Regions from separate parts of the Pan troglodytes genome. Here region 2 is linked to region 1. Evidence: chromatin contacts called from public Hi-C data. All regions are on one chromosome and are shown on one strand. Each heading gives the region's core, a stretch centred on a gene start, on an enhancer-like site or on the middle of the called end of the contact. The rest is flanking DNA. Distances are from core to core; before and after follow the strand shown. Region 1 holds the start of FLNA (filamin A). Region 2 has its middle 11 kb from the start of FAM3A.

What was found. Hi-C and Micro-C count contacts between places; a contact is called where the count stands out from the background.
Region 2: a Hi-C map of stem cell-derived neural progenitor cells shows a contact between it and region 1, with 2.8 times the contacts expected there. The contact joins the enhancer-like site here to the promoter of FLNA in region 1. A contact is called at or near these places in 1 of 7 Hi-C or Micro-C datasets (stem cell-derived neural progenitor cells) and 1 of 1 datasets of contacts at active chromatin or transcription factors (stem cell-derived excitatory neurons).

The regions. Positions count from the first base shown.
Region 1 is chrX:151,746,865-151,751,041 of NHGRI_mPanTro3-v2.0_pri, forward strand. FLNA (filamin A) reads left to right here and starts at 2,342. Exons shown (of 47, transcript XM_016947662.4): 1 at 2,342-2,464. EMD (emerin) reads right to left here and starts at 2,430. Exons shown (of 7, transcript XM_016947664.4): 1 at 2,249-2,430; 2 at 1-589.
Region 2 is chrX:151,916,568-151,921,111 of NHGRI_mPanTro3-v2.0_pri, forward strand. No RefSeq gene overlaps it. Among named protein-coding and RNA genes, the nearest start is that of FAM3A, 11 kb to the left of the region's middle. Within about 2 kb of position 2,729, at least 11 of the 24 cell types and tissues checked have an H3K27ac peak or open chromatin away from gene starts, as enhancers often do. A contact at or near this core is called in stem cell-derived neural progenitor cells, where this site is marked.

The DNA.
Region 1 (4,177 bases), core at 1,092-3,591:
CTGCTCCATCCTCCCCCATGCCACCCCTCCCCATACGGATCCAAGCTGTTTCCTTATGAGGTCAAGGAATTCTAGATTTGCCTTCTCCCTAAGGAGCACCCCCCCACCCGTTCTGTACCTGCCTCGACACTCTGCCTTTTATGTCCCACCCCTTTGCCCCACAATCAGGTCCCACCACAGATGGCACCAGGAAGCTGAACTGTGATGGTCCCCCTGCACCCACCCTGTAGGTACCTGGAGCCTAAGTCCAGCCCCATTGCAGTGCAGCTCCACTCCAGACCACTGGAAGCCAGGCAGGCTCCTGAGCAGCAGAGCCTCCATCTTATACAGGGAGAGTCAGGACCCTGCGATCAGGGGAGACTTGTCCAAGAGCCCTGAGTACAGCAATTAATTCATGGAACATTCCCCCACCAGTACCTGGTCCCTGGGGGTGATGACCTGGACAGCCTCAGAGAGTTTCCCGTCAAGGGTAGGGTGGGATTTGCAGTCATCAGAGGGTCTGGGAAGGGCGTGTGCAGGAAAATCTGAGGGCCTCAGGGGGTTCTTCCTGGGAAGTGCAGGCAGAGGAGACATCGGGATGCAACCAATTCTAAGTCAAGAATAAGAAAACTGAGTTGCTCCTTAAGGATGGAATGGCTTGCAAGCAGTATATGCTGTATAACTTACAATCCCAACATGATTGAGTTACGAGGAAAAAATATCAACATGGAAACATTCCTCAGTGTCTATGACAAGTAGATGATTGTTCACTGAGCTGTTAACGTTATTTTTTTATTTGTATTTTTATTTTTATCTTTATTATTTTTTTCCAAGACACAGTCTAGCTCTATCACCCAGGCTGGAGTGCAGTGGCGCAATCTCAGCTCACTGCAACCTCCGCCTCCCAGGTTCACGCGATTCTCCTGTCTCAGCCTCCCGAGTAGCTGGGATTACAGGCGCCTGCCACCACGCCCAGCTAATTTTTGTATTTTTAGTAGAGACCGGGTTTCACTGTGTTGACCAGGCTGGTCTCAAACTCCTGACCTCGTGATCCACCTGCCTCAGCCTCCCAAAGTGCTGGGATCCACCACGCCCGGCCTTTTTTTTTTTTTTTTTTTTTGAGACGGAGTCTCACTCTATCACCCAGGTTGGAGTGCAGTGACGTGATCTCGGCTCACTGCAACCTCTGCCACCCGGGTTCACGCGATTTTCCCGCCTCAGCCTCCCGAGTAGCTGGGATTACAGGCGCCTGCCACTGCGCCCGGCTAGTTTTTATATTTTTAGTAGAGACGGGGTTTCACCATCTTGGCCAGGCTGGTCTTGAACTCCTGACCTCGTGATCCACCCACTTCGGCCTCCCAAAGTGCTGGGATTACAGGCATGAACCACCGCACCTGGCCTTTTTTTTTTATGTTTAGTGACAGGGTTTCACTGTGTGACCCAGGCTGGAGTGTAGTGGTGAAATTATAGCTCACTGCAGCCTCAAACTCCCGGGCTTAAACGATCCTCCCACCTGTCTCCTGAGCAGCTGAGACTACCGGTGCACGTCACCACGCCCAGCTAATTTTTATATTTTTGGTAGAGATAGTGTCTTGCTGTGTTGCCCAGGTTGGTCTCAAACTCCTGGGCTCAATTAATCCACCTGCCTCAGCTTCCCACAGTGCTAGGATTATAGGCATGAGCCACCATGCCCGGCCAATGTTTTCTTTAAGATCAGAATCTTCTTAATACTAAACAAACTTAACTTTCGCGTCCCCCTGAGCGATCCTGTTTCTGCTGCCCACCCCAGGCCAGACCTGGCAGCGCCTGATCCATGGCAGTCAGGTTCATCCCAGGGCTCGGAGCCCTGCAGTCCCGTCCCGGGGCCCTGCCTGACGTAGGCGCCCAGCCAACACCTGCAACGACCTGTTGCCCCCACCCCAGGAAACAATCCCGGCTTGGGACAGACACCAGGGGCTGTAACTGTGGGTGGCTCCTTGGAGAAGGTGGCCTTGGGCCTCGGCCTTTCCACCTGGGGTGCGCTTGGCTCCCCCAGACTCAGACACGCAGGATCCTTGTGATTGTGCCTAGACACGAGCCCTGCAGTCCCTGTGGGCGCTGGAGGCGACTCCCCCACGAAGCCCTCCCTCCCCCAGGGCCTGGCGGCCCTCGCCGGCGGTGAGCTCATCTCGGGGGGCGGCGTCGCCCGGCGGCGGGTCGCTGGAGCTCACGGCGCGCCCCCGCACCCCCGCCCCCCACGCACCCGTCCCGGGCTCCTGGGCAATTTTACCAATTAAGGCTTTCTCGCCGGGCCGGGCCGGGCGCGGGGCGGGCGCGGGGCGGGGGTGCGGCCAACAAGAAGGCGGGCGGCGGCGGCCCATTCGCGTGGAGGCGCGTCGCGCGCAGCGGACGCCGACAGAACCCCCGAGGCGCCTGGCGCGGGCGCGAAGGCGATCCGGGCGCCACCCCGCGGTCATCGGTCACCGGTCGCTCTCAGGAACAGCAGGTGAGGTCTCCGCGGCCCGGCTTCGCGCCGTAGGGTCGCCGCGCTCCTCGTCGGCCGGGGGCGGGGTTGGAGAAGGCGGGCAGAGAGGCCGGAGAACGCAGGGGCCAGCTCGCGCCCAGGTCCGAGCCAGGTTCAGCTGGGATGCGTGAGCCGATGGAGGCTCCCCTGGCATCTGGGAGTGAGTGTCCAGAGAATAGCTTCCCTAGTTGACCCACGAGCCATGTCTGTGCCCACGAATGTGGGAGCCTGAGGCCATGGGGGGTCCCCGAGAGAGAGAGGGTGTCTGGGCACTTGCCAGGAAACTGGTGCCAGCGTGGGTGCCCATGAACGGACCACTGCATGCCTGAGAGAGAAGGGCCCTGACACCAGGAACTTGTGTGGACTCAGGGCGAGTGGCCACCTGGAAGGACACTTCTCAGCCAGTGTGCCCACTGGGAGGGGGACAGTGTGTCCCTTGCTGGCTCGAGTCCACAGGGACAGCTGCTTTGGGCACAGGGGAGCTGGTTCTGGGGCTGCTCTACTCCATGGGGGCCATGGTGAGGATGAGACCAGGCCAGGTTCCTTGGTTGGGCCCTGGGCCCTATGCCAGGTTGGCTCTGAGTTGGATGCGCACTGCCAGCCGGGATGTAACCAACAATGTCCCCAGATTCCCATGCCACCTGGGGCCAGGCAAAATAGGTTAAAATCCACTGGCAGACCCATTTGTAAGTGCTCCGAGTGCACCGTCAAGGTGGGAGCTTGGGAATGGGCGACCTCACCTGCCGCACCTGGACTTGCCAGCACAGGTCTCTTTTCACCTTGCCAATCTGCTGCTTCCTTCCCTCCTGCGCCCCCTGGCTACGCAGGCCTGGAAACAGCTCCTTAGGGATCCCAGCTGAACAGCCCCTGGGCTTGGGCTATACCTCCCAGTGGGAGGGTCTGGCCTGGGGTCTGAGGGCCAGGGGTGGTGTGGTGGGCGGGGTGTGTCTAACATCCAAGAATCTACTCCAAATAAGGGAAAATATGAAAGAGCTGGATTTTGGCTTCCCAGGACTGCCCGATCTGGTGGCTTTGGGATTGGGCGACATCTGGCGGTGATACTATGTTCTAGGGACAAGAACCCTCTACACGCCCATTCCTTGTTTCCTCTAAATAGGGAAAAGCTAGGGCTGGAAGACACGGCACCCACCTCCTGACACCCTTTCTGCTGTAATTGACCACTGGTCACTCTGACTCAGTTTCCCTGAGCTCTGAAGATTAAGGAATGAACCCAGACAACCCAGCTCAATGGCCCTTAGTGGAGAGAGAGTCAATTATTGATGGAATTCCGTGCCTGGGAACTTGCTTTCCAGTGGGGCAAGGGGACCAGAAGGACAACTTCAAGCCCGTCTTGAATGGGGCCCGTACAGGGAGGGGTCTGTATGGGTTCCCCCTTCCCAGCCCTCCCTCCCACCTCCACCCCAGCTCCCAGACACCCAGGCGCACTTGGTGCAGGTGTGTCTCAAAGTGGTCAGGAGAGGGGACAATACACAGGGGTTGGCCTCAGTACTGGAAAATGCCATTTGCACCCCCTAACACCACTACTAGTGGGAAAAACCAGTGGGGCCACAGGCAGCCCCGAAGTGAATGTGCTGGGCGGATCACAGCCCCACCACATGTCATGTAGACACCCAGGGCTACAGGAGAGTCAACCATATTTGGGCATGACGTGCTGGCCAACCCAGGGCCTCCATC
Region 2 (4,544 bases), core at 1,479-3,978, 170 kb after region 1:
AATTTAAAAAGTACACGGGAGGGGCCGGGCACGGTGGCTCACGCCTATAAGCACTTTGGGAGGCCGAGGTGGGCGGATCACGAGGTCAGGAGTTCGAGACCAGACTGGCCAATATAGTGAAACCCCACCTCTACTAAAAATAAAAAAATTAGCTGGGCGTGGTGGCATATACCTGTAATCCCAGTGACTCGGGAGGCTGAGGGAGGAGAATCGCTTTAATCTGGGAGACGAAGGTTGCAGTGAGCCGAGATTGTGCCACTGCACTCAAGCCTAGGTGACAGACAAGACTCTGTCTCAAAAAAAAAAAAAGTATACAGGAGGATGTGCGTAGGTTATATGCTGTGCCATTTTATATCAGGGACTTGAGCATCTGTGGATTTTGATACCCCTGGGGGTCCTGGAACCAATCCCCGTGGATACCAAGGGAAGACTCCACTCAACTCTGCCACTACAGACAGCATGTAAGCAAATGGGTGTGGCTGGGTTCCCATAAAACTGTATTTACAAACAGCCAATGTCTACTTAGGTGAGCTGCACATTGACCTCTTTAGCTCGTTATTCCTTCTTGCATCTCAGATTGTTCCATCTAGTACTGGGTTTCTTCTGCTTGAGGCACACACTTTTTGGTGAGAAAATGTTGGTGGCAAATTCTTTGCTTTTGTTTGCACTTCACCATCATACTTGAAATATTTTTTTTTTTAAGTCGGAGTCTCGCTCTTTTGCCCAGGCTGGAGTGCAGTGGCACAATCTAGGCTCACTACAACCTCTGCCTCCCGGGTTCAAGTGATTCTGCTTCAGCCTCCCACGCAGCTGGGATTACAGGCAAGCGCCACCATGCCTGGCTAATATTTGTATTTTTATTACAGACGGGGTTTCACCATGTTGTCTAGGCTGGTCTGGAACTCCTGACCTCAGGTGATCTGGCCACCTCGGCCTCTCAAAGTGCTGGGATCACAGGTGTGAGCCACCACGTCTGGCCAGCGACCATCATGCCCAGCCAGCCATCATTCTATCTTCAAGTTTTGCTTCTGCCATACTTGCTGTCTTCTGTTTCTGTGAAATCAGTTAAATGTATGGAACACCTTCTCATTCTCCTTGCGGCTTCTTCCTCTGTCTTTAGTGTCTTCCCTGAACTTGTCTTTCTGGGTTGTATTCTGAATACATTCTTCTGAGCCAGTTTTTGGTTCTCACATTCTCTCTTTGATGTTGCGTAATTTGCCACTAAACCAGTCCATCTAGTTTTAAACTTACAAGCTCACATTTTACCTTTTTTGAGACAGGGTCTCACTATGTCGCCCAGGCTGGAGTGCAGTGGCTTGATCTTGGCTCACTGCAACCTCCACTTCCTGGCCTCAAGCGACCCTCCCATCTCAGCTTCCTGAGTAGATGGGACTACAGGCACTTGCCACCACACCTGGCTAGTTTTTGTATTTTTTGTAGACGTGGGGTCTCACCATGTTGCCCAGGCTGGCCTAGAACCCCTGGGCTCAAGCAATCTGTCTGCTTGATCCCTCCCAAAGTGCTGGGATTACAGGCATGAGCCACTGCACCCAGCTGTCCCACCACGACTTATTATTTCATTAGATCTGGTTAAGTATGGTTATTTTATGTCTGGCTAACAATTCCAGCGCCTGAAGACCTCACGATCTGTCGCTATTGCTCATTGTTTCTCTTGCAATGTTGTTTCCTGGTGCGCCCGGTTATCTCTGATGATGTGCTTGCCCTCATGCTTTAAAAAGTACCTGTAGGAGGAAGGAGTCTCTCCTGAGAGGGTTTGCTCCGGGTTCTGTCAGACAGGCAGAACCATCTGCATTGGGGAACTGCCCATCCAGGACCCCTTAAGCCAAGTGAAAGGCTTAAGGTTCCATGGTCAACCCTGGGAATTTGAACCCTGGGGAATTTGAACCCTGGGAATTTGAACCCTGGGAATTTGCACCCTGGCTCAGTTGCAATTCTGGGTTTCCTCTCAGTATGATGGGGCAGCAAGTTGGGGGCCTCAAGATTTGATTTCTGTCCTCTTCGCTTTATAGGGCTGTCAAGGAAAAGTTCCTGGGTGGGCAAAGGCAACTTGGGGGTTAATTTGTATCATGGGGTCCTAGTTTTCTCTGAAAATTTGGCCTTGCAAATATATGTGTGTATGTGTGTATATATATATATTTGAGTGTGTGTGTGTGTATATATATATTTATATATATATTTGAGACAGGGTCTTGCTGTGTGGCCCAGGCTGGAGTGCAATGGTGTGATCATGGCCCAAGTGATCCTCCCACCTCAGTCTCCTGAATAGCTAGGACTACAGGCGTGTGCCAACATGCCCGGCTAATTTTTGTATTATTGTAGAAACAGGGTTTCATCATGTTGCTCTGCTGGTCTGGAACTCTTGGGCTCAAGCAACATGCCCAAAGTGCTGGGATTATAGGAGTGAGACACTGTGTCCAGCCATAGAGTCTCACTGTCCTTACAGAAAGCCAGAATTCAGTCTGCTTCTTGTTCCCTCAAAGCTTCCTCGAAGTGTTCTAGTGGAGGCAAGCAGTGAAGCTCTAGGAGGCAAGAGGCCTTCTCAGGGACCCCAGCTTTGGCCTGTATGTCTGGGTGTTGTCCTGGACTAGTCTGATCACGTCTCACAGCTGAGTTTCTCAGCTTCTCCTCCTGCAGTACAGGAAGGCCAATCCCTTCTGACTGCTTCTCACAGGGAGAGGGCAGTGGTGAGCCTAGAAAGTAAAGGCCCGAAGCCAGCCCCGCCCCATTTGTGCCTCTCCCTCCTCTCCTTTTCTGCTTCGCAGAGCAGACAATGCAACAGTCGCCCCCGCCCAGCTCAGCCTGAAGACCCCTTCTCCACTCCCATCCCTTTCTGGCTCAGCCACCCGGCAGTGGGCCAGGTTCGGATGGAGGGAGGGAGAGGAGCTGGAGAGAGTTTTAAGTACTCTCTGGGCTTCTCACATTGCTGGCTTCAGTGGTTGCTGGACGCAAATTGATGTGATGTCAGACACCGGCAGCAGAGAAGCTAAGGCATTTGGGTCTGTGCTGCTGTGGCACCTGGGACTCAGTGTGAAGGGATCAGGCTAGGTTTGAAATTCTCTTCTGGCTTAATAATTTGCAGGTCTGGGCTGGGAGGTGAAGCTCTGAGTACACTGCGAGTGTCGGGTCCGGCAGGGGGGCTCTTTCCAGCTCCTACCCACTCCCGCGTGGGGTGAAACCTTGAGAGATGAGACACCAATCCAGGGCCTCTGAAGACCCATGAGGTAGAGTGCACTTAACAGTAAATTGTGGGCTGGGTGCGGTGGCTCATGCCTGTAATCCCAGCACTTTGAGAAGCCTAGGCGGGTGGATCACGGGGTCAAGAGATAGAGACCATCCTGACCAACATGGTGAAACCCCATCTCTACTAAAAATACAAAATTTAGCTGTGTGTGCTGGCGGGTGCCTGTAGTCCCAGCTACTTGGGAGGCTGAGGCAGGAGAATCACTTGACCCCAGGTGGTGGAGGTTGCAGTGAGCTGAGATCGCGCCACTGCACTCCTGCACGCCAGCCTGGCGAAAGAGCAAGAGTCTGTCTCAAAAAAAAAAAAAAAAAAAAAGAAAAAAAAAGAGAGTAAATTGTGGCCAGGTGCGGTGGCCCATGCCTGTAATCCCAGCACTTTGGGAGGCTGAGGCGGGCAGATCACGGGAGTTCGAGATCAGCCTGGCCAGCATGGGGAAACCCCATCTCTACTAAAAATAAAAATTAGCTGGGCATGGTAGCGGGCGCCTGTAATCCCAGCTACTCAGGATGCTGAGACAGAATAATTGCTTGAACCTGGGAGGTAGAGGTTGCAGTGAGCAGAGATCGTGCCACTGCACTCCAGCCTGAGTGCCAGAGCCACACTCTGTCTCAAAAAACAAAAACAAAAACAAACAAAAAACCCGGTAAATTGCGGGGCTGAGTGCAGTGGCTCACGCCTGTAATCCCAGCACTTTGGGCGGCCAAGGCTGGGGGATCACCTAAGGTCAAGAGTTCGAGACCAGCCTGCCCAACATGATGAAACCCCGTCTCTACTAAAAATACAAAAATTAGCCAGGCGTGGTGGCGTACACCTGTAGCCTCAGCTACTTGAGAGGCTGAGGCAGGAGAATCACTTGAACCCAGGAGGTGGAGGCTGCAGTGAGCCGAGATCACGCCAGTGTAGTCCAGACTGGGCGACAGAGCAAAACTCCATCTCAAAAAAAAAAAAAAAAAGAGTACATTAGAGTACATTGCGGGCCAAGCGTGGTGGCTCACGCCTGTAGACCCAGCTACTCAGGAGGCTGAGGTAGGAGGATGCTTGAACCTGGGAGGTGGAAGCTGCAGTGAGTTGTGATTGCGTCACTGCACTCCAACCTGGGCAACAACAGAGTGAGATCCAGTCTCAAAAAAAAAAAAAAAAAAAAAAAAAGCAAATTGTGGCTGAATTCTTTGGCATTGCAGGCAGAGAAGGGGTGAAAACAGGGCTCCAGCCTTGAACCGGTCAGCAGGGGTCAGGGAGGCTGAGTGAGTCACCCTATGGAATGGGCCAGGGTGGATCTGGG